2 separate regions of the Arachis hypogaea genome follow, and region 1 is linked to region 2. The links are chromatin contacts, called in public Hi-C maps. All regions are on one chromosome and are shown on one strand. Each heading gives the region's core, a stretch centred on a gene start, on an enhancer-like site or on the middle of the called end of the contact. The rest is flanking DNA. Distances are from core to core; before and after follow the strand shown. Region 1 holds the start of LOC112784977 (RING-H2 finger protein ATL74). Region 2 holds the start of LOC112783743 (U-box domain-containing protein 62).

Evidence for each region. A called contact is a pair of places that touch in the nucleus more often than the background predicts.
Region 1: a Hi-C map of leaf shows a contact between it and region 2, with 1.7 times the contacts expected there. The contact joins the promoter of LOC112784977 here to the promoter of LOC112783743 in region 2. A contact is called at or near these places in 2 of 8 Hi-C or Micro-C datasets (both in leaf).

What each region holds. Positions count from the first base shown.
Region 1 is chr20:103,599,625-103,606,701 of arahy.Tifrunner.gnm2.J5K5, forward strand. It overlaps LOC112784977 (RING-H2 finger protein ATL74), which reads right to left and starts at 2,822. Exons shown (of 1, transcript XM_025828372.3): 1 at 784-2,822. The coding sequence starts at 1,835. The coding sequence ends at 1,203.
Region 2 is chr20:102,822,943-102,829,953 of arahy.Tifrunner.gnm2.J5K5, forward strand. It overlaps LOC112783743 (U-box domain-containing protein 62), which reads left to right and starts at 1,582. Exons shown (of 8, transcript XM_025826792.3): 1 at 1,582-2,325; 2 at 2,415-2,718; 3 at 2,982-3,063; 4 at 3,628-3,685; 5 at 4,150-4,238; 6 at 4,394-4,483; 7 at 4,565-4,635; 8 at 4,861-5,235. The coding sequence starts at 1,776. The coding sequence ends at 4,981.

The sequences.
Region 1 (7,077 bases), core at 1,572-4,071, 780 kb after region 2:
CTACTTTAAAGGGTGTTGGCATGTTGTTACTCTTTATGCCTTGTAATTTCTCTACTTTTGAAGTTTGGAATCAAAGTAACTTAGACCTTCATCTACCTATGCAGAACACTTTGAATATAATAATAATTGACTAGAGTCTGGATATATCTCTTCCACGAGTAAAGATAGTGATTTTAGAGTTCTTATCGTTTGTGTTTTGTGCTTATTGACTAGTTTCTCATTCAGTGTTGTTATCAGATTTTCCCACTCTGCCTTTCTGAGGTGCTATTCAGGACGTAGTTTAAGGTAAACATGATATTAGGTAATGTTACATACAATTTTGTTTTACTTGTAAATATATACACTAATGTCTCTTGGGATATATTATACAATATTTAATATTCTTTGTATTTTGTATGACACTTATCTCCTTTGTAGGCATAACAAATTAAGAGCTTTCATTGATAATATCACACAACCTTTGCAGATTTCTCTCTATTGGAGAAGAATATGCTACCCACATGGAGGGGGAAAAGGGAGCATTAGTGTCTACTCTGAGACAGATTGCCAAGTCGCATGCCATTCTTATTCTCAGTCATATAAATTGAATTAGTTCTACAATTCGAATGTTGATCATGAACCAAGTATATATGATATCAATTTAAATATTCCTTGATTACACCTAAGATCCACTACAACTCTTATCAAAGGATAAGGAATAAGGAACTATGGACTAAAGTAAAAGTTGAACTGAGTTTGAACATAGTTCAGCATCAATATTTATTTACCGGAGATAAAATGCCATTTTAGAACCCAAATAGTTGCACATTGCTTGCTTCTCAATCTATTTACAATCATGTCCGAAAACATGCACAAACATATATGAAATCAAGTTAAATTTTCTACACTAATATCTACCTCTATATATCCTCAATTCTTCACACTATCATACAAGTACACAATAGAATATGAAAAGTTCTTAAAATCCTAATTCAAGTTTGAAAAAAAAATACATAAGCAAAATATACTTATCTCTTCATTTATTCCATCCCTTGCCTCTTTCTAATGAACTCCTTTTTTCTTTTCAAATTAGCAAAAGCAATGTCTCCATTCATAATATGAAATTCAAACACTCATGATCTAGATGTGAATGAGTCAAATTACTCATCCCTCCATCAGTGAATTCCAACAAAGTGGAAGGTTAAGCAGCAACTTTCAACTAGCTAGCCAATCTCATCAACAACTACAGCTACATGATCAGGTTGATACCCTCCTGAAGCATTATTATCTGCATGACTATTCCTTGTTCCTGAAGCTGCAGCCACAGCAACAGCCACAGTTGCAACTTCAGAACTTGTTGCTGGTTGCTCAATCAAACACCTTCTACAAGTTGGGCAAGAGGAGTGTGATTGCAGCCATGTATCTATACACTTAACATGGAATCCATGGTTACATTTTGGTAGCACTCTAACTTTTTCCCCATTCATAAACTCCCCTAGGCAAATTGCACAATCAGTGGCTTTAATACAACTATTAGTAGCACCTGAATTACCATAAACAACTATAGGAATCTGATGCAGAGCACTCTTCTTCAGCCCTTTAACCGCTAATCGCGCTGCTGCTTCGTCCGGGGTCTCGAAAGCCAACCTTCGGCTACATCTTAGAGCGCAACGCACTATTGAGTTGAGTCCCAAAGCACATATGAGTGCACAGAGCAAAGCAGCCAAGATAATCACCATGTTGGTGTCGAAATTCGGGTCGCCTAAGGAGGAATCTTTTGTCCTATTTACATCACCAGAGCTTGAACTTGTGTCTAGTAATAAACGGTGTGGATGGTGAAGAGCCATTATATGCATGTTTGAAAGACACCAATGTTTCAAAAAACAAGAACTCAGAATTCTTGTACCCTTTTTGATGGATTGAAGGAGCGGAGAGAAGGAACTTTTTTGAGTTGGGGCAATAAGCGTTAGGATTCTTAATAGATAAAGAGTCTCAGAGAAGCATCTTTGGTTAGAAGGAGAAAGGAATCATAGAAAAGATGGGTGGTGTGGTGAATAGTATGTGATTGTTTTGAGGGTGAGAAAAACCAACACAATCACTTTTCTCACAGAGACATAAACTCAAACACATGGCTCTCAATTCACTTAATGATCTGTGTGGACTCTAATCCAATCAAAGTTTGTTCCACATAAGCAAAAGGCCATCATGCAAACTAGGACTAGATTTTGGAGCACAGAAATTAAGAGACTCGAAACTGTGATGCAGAACAATAAGGTGATGGTGGTGGTGGTTGTTGTTGATGAGTGGTTTCTAGTGTTTAGAAAAATGCAGAGGCAATATTATTATTGGGACATAGATATTATGTTATGAAATGAAAGCATGACAACAAAACCAACTACTACTTGTGTTTTTGGTTTGTGTGTGTATCACTTGCGGTTATTATTGCACTGAGATATATGTATGATATGACATGCAGATTGATTTGATTTTATATTTCTTCTTCGTTTTTTTAAGAATCAACAGAGGAATTTTGATTATGGCACCTGATCCCACCTAATCAAAAATTATTAGTAGATTATTTAAAAGAAAGCACTTATTCTAAGCACCAAATCCTTCTTCCACTCCTCCACTCAACTCATTAACTTGAAATAATGTTAGAAATAAAAATAGATGTTCACTCATATTTCTTGTTTTCCATTCTTAGATCGTAATCATAAACCAAAAACAATAAGAAGCTTGTTCAGGTTGGCTTTTGCTGTTTTGGGGTTAGGCATCAATCACAATAGATTTAACGCTACATATTCTTTTCTTAGTCATCTTATTGTTTGATTTTAAAATGAATAAAAAATTCATTAAGTTGCATAATTAAACGAAGTTATGTGTGCTAATAATAATCTCAAAGACAAAATTTATAATGGAATGTAAAAGACGTAAACAGCTGACGGTTTAGGATTAGACGATTGCGAAAGAAGCCAAACGTGCATACAAAATTTAAGGGGAAAAATCATACAGCGTGAATTGTGACATATAATTATCATCAAGGTACTATGGAGGATGTGACTATAATAGGGAATTTTTACAATGAATCTTTGGTGTTGTGGCATGTGAAGGTGTGGTTAGATTTCTACATCATGGGCCACTCTAACCCCAAATGAAGAGAAAGGTCCAATCTATGGGCCCAAGAAAAGGGTCCACAAAGTGGCCTAGGCTTTCAGATTTTGCATAATAATTTCATAGATAGACACATGTACCCGTTGGGTTGCCTTAACTCCATGCAAGCTCCATCAATGCCCGTTTGAGTGTTTAACTGTCCTCACCTACTTTGCTGAATTGTTGGCCCCTTGCTGAGACATTACCCATGTTCATGCTTCCATTGATTTTATTCAGTGGCAGGATTTTCTGGAATTGGCAGCTAGCAAAAATTAATTCATATCTGTAGATCAACTAAATTAAAATTTACAGAGAATTTTTTATAATGAAATTTACAGAGATTCTGGAAAATGGGAAAGCTTAAATGGGCATAGTGTAGCCCAACAACTCTTAGATCTACCAACATGGTTGGGCAACATCCTTGTTTTTGTCGTTGGCCTACATCGTTTACTGCATGTCTGCATCTGATTAAAATTGTTCACTCGTTCTGTTGTGTTCAGGGCCCAAAATTGGATCACCTAATTATTATCTCAACAAATATTGGTTGACGCGGAGAAGAAAGTAAAAACAGATCAAAACAAAAAATCTAGTGATATACTTATATTGGCATTTATACAATGATTGCAATAGTGATAAGAAAATATAAAAATAAAAAATCTAGCAATATAATTTTGGTGTCATTAATTGTATTTTTTTTTTTTGTTTATATAGTTCAGTTGTGGAGGGAAATCGTCGGTTATGAATTTTCACAAAATAATTCGGTTGTAACTATAGTTCCAAACCAACAAATAATCCTTAATCAAAATTTAATTTGTTTGTCACTTAAGTCAAACCCAATAAAAATCGAGAGTATTTAAACATTGGATCGTCTCTTAAGGAATTACAGGGAATTGTACATATTATTGGTTATGAGAAAGTATTTTTGGGTTTTTGAGATGATGAATCAAAAATGTAAATAACAAAAGAAATAAGCTAACAACTAAAAAAAAGTCTTGGCAAGGAATGAGAATTAGAATTCCTATCCTCATTATCATCCTCAATTGTGATGATTATTGTCTCTTACTCTCACTTAGTCATCCTCTAACAATTGAACGAAAATCAAGTGAGCAAAGTCAACATTAATCCACAAGTCCTAATCAAAGATTAGTTTTAGTGGAGCCAACTAGCAATCCTCAATCACCAAGCAACAAAAGAGTTTGATAACTCAAGAGTCTCCAATGACTCAACCCAAGCTCAGAGCACAAAATTTTACACTAAAATCCAACCAAACATTTTATCAAACACTTAGAAGGTATAAAAAGAAAGCATGGTAAATAACAAGAATTAATAAAATCTATGACTACCAAATGCAAAATAATAATAATAACAACTCAATTAAACATCAATAAACAAAGAAACATCAAAATTGTATTAAAGAAAATCAAGATCCAACAAGGGTTCATAAACATAAAAATAACCAAAATAAGAAATTAACAAGAAGAACTAAAAGAGCAAAGATGTAGCAACAAGAAATTGCAAGAAAACTAATCAAGACAAGAATTAAAGTCTAAACCTAAGAGGAATTTAATCTAACCTACCCTAATTCTAGAGAGAAGAGAGAGCTTCTCTCTCTAGAATATAACTTATAGCATATTTCTATTCTACACCTAATTGCTCTCCCCTTGTTCCTTCTTGAATTTAGCCTCTAATAGCTTCAAAAATGAGTTGGATTGGGTTTCAGCAAGTCCAGAAATTGCCCCCAATGTGTTTTCTTTAATGAAGTCATGTGCTGCTTGTCACACATACGCCTGGGTCACGTGTACGCATCATATTGCGATTTTTCAAGTCACACGTACGCGTGGGTCACGCGTACACGTTGTATGGCAGATTCCCAAAACCTCATATCTTCATGAATTCTCCACTTTGCATGCTTTTTCTTCACTTATTCAATCTAATCCTTGCCTTATAAAACTGGAATCACTCAACAAACATATCAAGGCATCGAATGGAATTAAAGAGAATTAAAATTAGCAAATTAAGAGCCTAAAAAGCATGTTTTCACCCTGAAGCACAATTTAAGAAAAATTTACAAAATCATGCTATTTCATTGAATAAATGTGAGAAAAGTTGATAAAATTCACAATTGGTGTTTATCAACCTCTTCACACTTAAACCAAGCATGTCCTCATGCCAAACTAAGAAAGATAAGAAAGGGGTATCAATATTTATTCAATGTAAACTATCTAAATGCAACCTATCTACATGCATGCAACTACTTGGTCAAAATAAATCAACTTCCAAGAATACATATATGAACGCAAGGGCTAAGGCCATCATAATCAAATCAAATCCACAATTAAATTGAGTTATTGAAAAGAATTATAAACTTGCAAGATAAGAAATAATAACCGATAAAAACATAGAATTGAGTAATCGAACCCTCATTGGATGTGTATACACTCTAACGCTCAAGTGTTTAGGGTTGATTCACTCAATTATCTTCTAATCATGCTTTCTAAGATTTATTTTTCATCTAACAATCAACAATTATTCAATGCATGTATACCAATATCATGAGAACTTATCCATAGGTTATAATGGGACTAGGGTCAAGGTAATGATATATATGGTTAGGTGAGCTTGAAATTCGAATCTTTGATTAACTTAAACTCTCACCTAACACATATAACAACCTATACAATTCAATTACAAACCTAACTATCCATTCTTCACTTTTTCACACACTCATGTATTCTCTTCATTTCACATCATATATGCATTGTTATTATTACTTTACTTTGGAGAATTTTGTCCCCTTTTTATTGCTTTCATATTCTTTTTCTTTTCTTTTCTTTTCTTTTTCTTTTTTTCTCTCTTTTTTTTCAAAATAAAATATATACAAAAGTATCAATGCATACGGTTTAAACATTTAATGCATGAGTATGTACCGAATTCCTAAGATATTCAACAAAAATACAAAAATGTACTTTTATCTCTACTAATGTTCCCAAATTTTTCCACACTTAAATGATACACACTTTCACTAGTCTAAGCTAATAAAAAAATGCAAATTAAGGACATTCATGATTTTCGGCTTTAAGGCTAGTCATGTGCTAAAATTAAGAACAAAAGGGGATTAAAATAGGCTCAAAATTGGCTAATCAAAGGTGGATAAAAGGGTAAGGCCATTTGGGTAAGTGAGCTCAATGAAATGATGGCCTCAATCATATAAATATATCCATACACAAAATAATGGACATAAAAAATCAAACAAATTAAAGATTACATCATAGAAAGAGAATAATACACACAAGAATGAAATAGTGGTTATATGATGTAACCACACAATGAGACTAAAAAACTCACAAGCTTATGTGTTCTTAGCTCAAAAACATGTTCCACAATATATAATTCAAGCAAGTTCAATAAAAAATTTTACTCAAATCAATTGGGATGCCCTCTATGAAAAGAAATTTTCTTGAAAAATTTTATTATTTTGACTAAACTTATTATACATATGCAATTTAAGAAACTGCAACTAAGAATTCTAAAATGCCTAGTAATAAAATAAAATAAAAAATAAAAGTGTTAGGATTAGAACTTTTCACCTAAAAACGGCCGATTGGTCGGATGACCTCCCCATCCTTAAAAGTTTGCACCGTCCTCGGTGCATTCAAAGATGAGCAAGGGGGTACGATGACTACACGGATTGCCACCTTCAGCTGGTGGATCAATCGGCTGCTGTGTGTTCTTTCTTCTGCTTCCCTTTTTGCTTATGGTGAATCATCCTGCAAGATAGAGAACAGGATAGTAAGACAAGTAAATGCAAAGGCAAGGGAGCATAAATTGTTGGAATGAGGTAATGATCACTAAAATGAAGTGAGTGAATTAGTGTGACATTGATGAAAAATAATGTGCGAAGTCTATGTCACAATTACACAAAAGAAGCATGCACTTCACTTATTCTAG
Region 2 (7,011 bases), core at 332-2,831:
TCTCCTCCTCTACATACACTCACCTTTTTTTCTTTTGCTATCAGATCCCTTTTCTTTCTTCTCCACACGCGATAGGCGGTGGCGACGCCGGCAATGGTGGCTTTTCCACGCCGTTGCCTCTTTCTTCATTCTTTCTCTCTTCTGTTTTTTCTCTCCCTCTCTGCCTTGGGTCTCTTTCTACGTTCTTTGTCAGCGGTGGCAACCTTTCACCGAGAACGCCTTTTTCTCCCTTTTCTCTTTTAGCATTTTTTCTTTTCTGTTGATTTTGTTCAACAAGAGCTAGCCCAAGTTATGGGCCTGGACCGTCAGGTCGAGAAGTCCGAATTCAAGAAGCTCACCTACCTCCGGTGCACACTCAAGGAGACCCTTTGCCTCCACCTGCCGATTTCCCTCCTCCTCCACGAAACAGCTGAAGAAATAACCATTGGAGGCTACTCCACTATTTCTCTTCCAGGTGCAGGGGGAGAGTGATGTAGTTTTGGCGGTTGGGCTGTGGAGGATGAGGAAGTGAAGGGTTGGAGAACATCAATGTACAAATCTCTGAACTCATTGTCGTCTACAACTCATCCCTCTTCAGACCTTATGATTAACGACCGCGATGATGTCGTTGCCGCGCCATTGGAGCCGGTCGTATCCGCTAAGGTTCCCATGATAGCAATGTTGAAATCACCCTAAGGGTTTCTCTGGATTTGAACCATGGCAAAGAATTGACTTCTGGTGTGGACGCTGAGACAAAAGGTAGTTGTGGCAAACGGTGATCCAAATCAGGACGGGGAGGAGCAAGACTAGGGCAAGGACGCCGCATGGCCTTCTGATGGCGATAAGAAAGATATCGAGTTGGCCAAATCTAGCAGTGGAGTGGTTACGCCACTCAAAATTGGGTATAGCGATCATGGTTATCATCCATTCCATTCATAATATAAGATCAGTGTGTTGTGTTGATTGTAAAGCAATTACTTGTGTTGAGGTTTTGTTTTCAACCGCCCAACCACATCAGTCTTCCTCTACACCTGGAAGATGGACTTAAGCGACGTCTTCGAACTCACCTCTCCCAGAGCCACACGCCTCTCATCACTGTTCCCACAAAGCGCATGCTCTTTATTTGTTGGTCTTGCTATTTATCTTCTTTATCTCATTTTTTTGTCTCTGTTTGTTGCTGTGTTGTGTTGATGATGGTGTTAACAGTAATGATAGTAGTAATAGTAGTAGTAATATAGTAGTAGTATTGGTAGTAATTATACTAGTCATATATTGATGGTATTCAAAATTTGAAAAAAAAATAATAATTTTGTTATTAATTGAGTTAAGTTGAAGAATTTAAAAAATTAAAGATAATGAAAGAAATGAAGATAATTTAAATATTTTAATTAATTATTTTAGTCGAACATAATTTATTTTTCATAAACACAATATTAATTTTATTCTTTTATGGTTAATTTTATCCGCATCTAATTATTGTTGGAAATAGTTATTTATTCCATGAAAATATAGCTTCTTTGAACATGAGCAGAGAAACACATCCAAACGATGTCGTTTTCAGAATAAATAAAAGAAACAACTTAGAACACGACCCGTGGTAGAAATCATCTTCCAGTAAAGCGCTTAAGTCATTATACATCTTCATCAAAGTACTTTTTACTCCTTTCGATCCTCAAAATCACAAACACCCTCTAAACGACGCCGTTTTGCACCAACTACTGCCAAAAATTTCCCTAAACCCTAGCTCAGAATTCCCTTTCGCACTTCCAAGAAAAGGGAGCTTTTTCACACTCACCATGTCCTCCGAAGACATAGGTCTCGTACCCGACCAGAGGATTGAAACCGGTCTCAGCTCCTCACTCGTTTTTCAAGACGAAACCTTGCGTTTCAGCTGCGGGGGACCGCAGCGTCGGGTCGGGGACCCGGGCCCGAAGACCCGGGAGCTTGGTGGGTTCATCGATGACAAGATGTTCTCCATGGAGCGCGACCGGTACTTCGCCGCACAGGGCTCTGAGTTCCGCCGGAGCGTCTACGGCGACTGCTCCGGCCGCCGTGATCCGCCGGGCGCACGCAATTGGAGTAGGAATGGTGGCGCCAACACTCCAAGCGGCGACGAATCCGACGGGGATGATGACGAAGATGATGACGATGACGACGATGACGACGATGACGTCGAAGGTGATGAAGGGCTTGTTGGTGTTGGTGATGGAAGCAAGCGCAATTCGAATCCAATTCTTGACATTAACGGTAGCAACGGTAGCAACGGTGGTGGCGGTGGTAGTTTGGGTGGTGTTAGTGCTGCAGAGCGGATGGCAAATGGGAAAGGACAGCATCATTCGTCTTATGGTATGAATTTTGAGACAAGTTTTGAATTTTTGCTTTATGTACAATTGCATTTTGATTTTGAATTTGATGTTTTTGTTGAGTTGTTGTAGTTTCTACTAGAGAAATGTTTGGGAAGGATGGTGATATGGGGCAGCTGGTGCATAACAATGCGAGTGGTACTGATGAAGATCATCATCAGAGAGAGAGATTGGGTAAATCACAGAGTGCTGTAACCATTGCTGAAACTGATTGTGATGAGTACTATTCACATTATCTTCATGGCACGGAAGGATCGGGTTCTGTGCAGAAAGTTATGGTGGATGAGAATGGTTGTGGGTTTAGTGGAAGAAAGGATGTTCTGTTTTCAAGCGAGTCAGGGGAGTCGTTGAGGGCAATTCTTTCTGATCCTGTCACGTAAGTCTCTTTCTGAGTTTGATTAACTTATTTTGCAGATTGACTCTTGTGCAGAACTAGTGTGTGAGGTAAATGAATAAACTTAAGTGCAGAATATCAACCATTTGCACAATTATACATGGTTGATTGATCCATCAGCCAAAAAAATCAGTCCGGCTTGTTCAAAACTGGTGGCATTTGTATTTTTCTTCTTTTAAATAAGGCTTGTTACTGGCTTATGCTTGCTTTATTTGATTTGATTGCTTTATCTTCTGAAAACACAGAGGTGCACTTATGGACGATGCCATGATATTACCTTGTGGGCATTCATTTGGTGGAGGTGGAATACAGCATGTTATTAGAATGGTGGGTTCTAAGCGATCAAATGCTGTAACTTTTGGACTTACCTTTTCTGTGACTAGTCATCTGAAAAATGTTTTTAACTATGGAGCTGGTAATTTTCAACATCTTTCTCTCATGTATGACTCTACATGCAGGATTGTAAAAGTAACTAATTGGGATGTTGTGGATAAGTACTTATGAAGAGTCACATAGGATAGGAGATAAGAATATGGTAGTACTGAGTAACTTAAATGGCAAGTCCTGGAAAAGTAAAACAATAGTAGTCTCAAAATTGATTCATAGATTCCAAATTTCATTTCCTTTGAGAACATGGAAGGTTATTGAATTGGTTTCGAGGATATGGAACTGGAATTTTTAACAAAGTTTGTAAAGAAAATGATATTGAATAGTGATTGCAAAAAATTTATCATGTTACTTTCATATTATTTGAGTTGCTGATCAACATATTATAGAATGTAGAAGTTTTGAGAGCAACTTATGTTTTTATTATCATGCTTCAGGACTTTTCTCATTCAGGAACACATGTATTTATGTAGCTAAGATAATGTTCATGTGATGCATTTTCAGAAAGCTTGCTGCACCTGTTCTCAACCCACATCCGAGGAATCGATATCTCAAAACCTATGTAAGCAAATTATGTTCAAATTCAATTATTTATACTCAAATAAGTTCCAGTTAAATGAACAACAATACTATACTAATTAATTTCAATTTTTGCTGATCACTTTTTGTGCACTTGGGTTTTGCTTTCATGTTGCTTATATGTAATGTACGCAAAAAGGAAAAGTACTATAACAAAAATGGGCTAGGAAGAGTTGAAAGGATTTCCAAACCTTCCTTTCTGTATTTGCAGTGCACTAAGTTGCTAACTACACACACTCCCCTTCCATCAATGCTTTCATTTACTAAGCAAAAACTAAGCAAACCTTTCATCTAAAAAGTTTATATATTGAAAATGCAAAATGCTGGATATGCGATACCTTCATTTTGTGAAGACAAATAAATGTATTATAACTAGTGATATCCTTTTTAACAATCCTAATTTGTTCCTTGATTTCTTGTGGGTCCTGTGCTGACTGCCCTGACCAGCACTTCGAGCTGCTGTGCAGGCATATCGGCGTGAAGAGGAGTCACAATTTTACCGGTCATCTAAAAGACGAAGAGAGAGATTTGATCAGGTGTGTGTTTCCATTCTGAACTATGTTTCTGTCTCTGTAAGTTGAGAAAATGGGATGAAAGGAGATTAGGATCTTACCTCATTTTTAGGTATATGTATATGTTGCTTTGACATTTTCCTTATCTTTTAATATGAGATATGTTTTGCATAGGACAGGGTGGTTTTGGAGATTCAGCTGTTGTAGAACCACCAAGGGGGAGAGGTGTTCAATTTCCTTTTGCTGTGATGGACCGTGTTATCATAAAGGTAGTATGCAAACATAAATGAGTTTACTTGGAGAATAATTTTAATGTATCAGAATAAATAATTGGAGAGAAATTGGATCAGGGAAACAAGAGGACACCGCAACGCTTTGTTGGGCGTGAAGCTATTGTAACAACACAATGCCTTAATGGATGGTTAGTGACTATATCTGATTTTTTTTCCTCTAGCAGTTAATTGCTTTCTTATGTAAATTTTGTGTTTCTAATATATAATGCTAACTTCCAGTGTGAAGTGAACTTGAGTGATGTTAAAGGCTATATATAACTATAAATAAATAATAAATGATCTTGCAAACATTATGCTACACTTTAAAATTGCTTGCATTGTTAATCAAAGACTTGGAATTTCAAAATTTACAGGTATGTGGTGAAGACACTGGACAATGCAGAGAGTGTGAAATTACAGTATCGGTCCCTTGCTAAGGTTTTGGATGATTCTTCAAAACCTTCCTCTACCAAGATGCCACCTAATTGGCGTTAGTTCTGAGCCATCAAACGTAGCTGATCATACTTCTCTACCAACATGATTGTGCTTTTGAAATCCCAGTGTTAGTGTTCCTTGTTGCAATAAAACCGTGGTAGCAACAGATCGTGTAAATATAGAAAGCCTTGTGCTTTGTGTTCCTTAATATTTATGATTGTATTTAATGTAATCATTTTGTTATACATAGATAATATTAGATACACTAACAGATTTATAGTAAAAAATGAATATGATTATTTGGTTTCAGTTTATGAGCTACGGGCATTGCATGTTTTCCAATTCCATTGATATAACCAGTATTTTCTGAAAGCGGGAAGTGCTATTTCACGTTTCAACTTGAAGTTTGGGTTGGACACTTTAACTAACAAAACGTGGTTGTGCACAAAGTTGTTGAATAATTTTGAATCTTTAAAAGAGCGAAATAGCATGTCACAAAAATATAAGTCTTCACACTGCCGTATATATGTTCTTTAAACACATTAACACATTTATAATGCGTTAAATGTTCACACCGTTGACTGTTCAACTATTATTTTTATTTTATTTTATTTTTCTTAAATCCCTCTTGCGTTTTAGAAATATGAAATTATTTGATATGGAGTCAAAGATATAACTTTCGTCAAAATCAACATTTCGGGCTTGGAAACTTCTCATAAATAAAAAAAACATTCAAAAACAAAATAAAACTTTATTACCCAAACTCTAGTTTTTCTTGTTTTGGTTTGGGTGGCGGGACGGGCCCATTTAAATCGGACGAGTTCCACCCAATTATGGTTCTTTTGTTTTTTAACATTATATATATTGTTTTTAGTAGTAAAATAAATTTTAATGTGGTTCCACCCAATTAGAAGTTATTCTTAAAGAAGAGGAGATAATGTGGTTACAAAAATTTAGACAACAGTGGACAAAATAAGAAGATAGGTTCTTTCATACAAAAATTCTTATTAGAAGAGGTAAAAATAGGATCCTTAAACTTAAAAATGTTTATGGAAGATGGTGTGATAATGTGGAAGAGTTAAAAAGTTTAGCTGTTGACTATTATAAAGATCTCTTTTGTCAAGATGAATATGCAAGTACTATCTTGCCAACCACTTATACCTTTTCTCAGATTGAGAATCGATACAGAGATGCGATGCAAGCTGTCCCTACTCATGAGAAAATTAGTAGAGCTATTTTCAGTATGGGATCCATAAAAGCTTCCGGAGAAGATGGATTTCCAGCTTTGTTTTACAAGGAACATTGGAACACCATCCAGTACTCAGTTTACACTTGTATAACACATTTTTGGGAAGAACCAGCAACCATACAAGAGGTAAATCAGACCTTAATCACTTTGATTCCAAAAGTCAATCAGCCGAAATACATTACACAATTCAGGCCAATTGTCCTTTGTAATGTGGTATATAAATGCTTATCAAAGATCCTTGTAGAGAAGATTAAGCCCACCTTGGCAAGCCGAATAGCACCAAATCAATCTAGCTTCATTCAAGGATTGATGATTCATGACAACATCATCATTGCTAAGTAAATGGTTCATGAGATGAGAAGGATGAAAGGGAAAAAATGATATATGGTGGTGAAGATTGACTTTGAGAAAGCATATGATAGACTTACCTGGAGTTTCATAAGGAAATGTCTTTAGAAATTTGGAATTCTGCAGCACATGTTGGATGACATTATGGCGGGAGTAACCTCAGTCTCTTACAAGTTAATGTGGAATGGGTGCAAAACAGATGGCTTCCAACCCACGAGAGGTATTAGACAAGGAGATCCGATATCCCCTTACCTCTTTGTCATTGCTATGGATAAATTATCACAACTTATTGAGGAAAAGGTGAATCGGAAAATATGGAAACCCATTAAAGCAGGAAGGAACGTGCCTCTCATCTCCCACCTCCTTTTTGCAAATGACCTTCTCCTTTTTGCTGAGGCAGGAACTAGCCAAATGGGGGTTATCCTTGACTCTCTACGAGAGTTTTGTCTAGCTTTCGGATTAAAAGTTAGTGCAACAAAAACATCTATTTTCT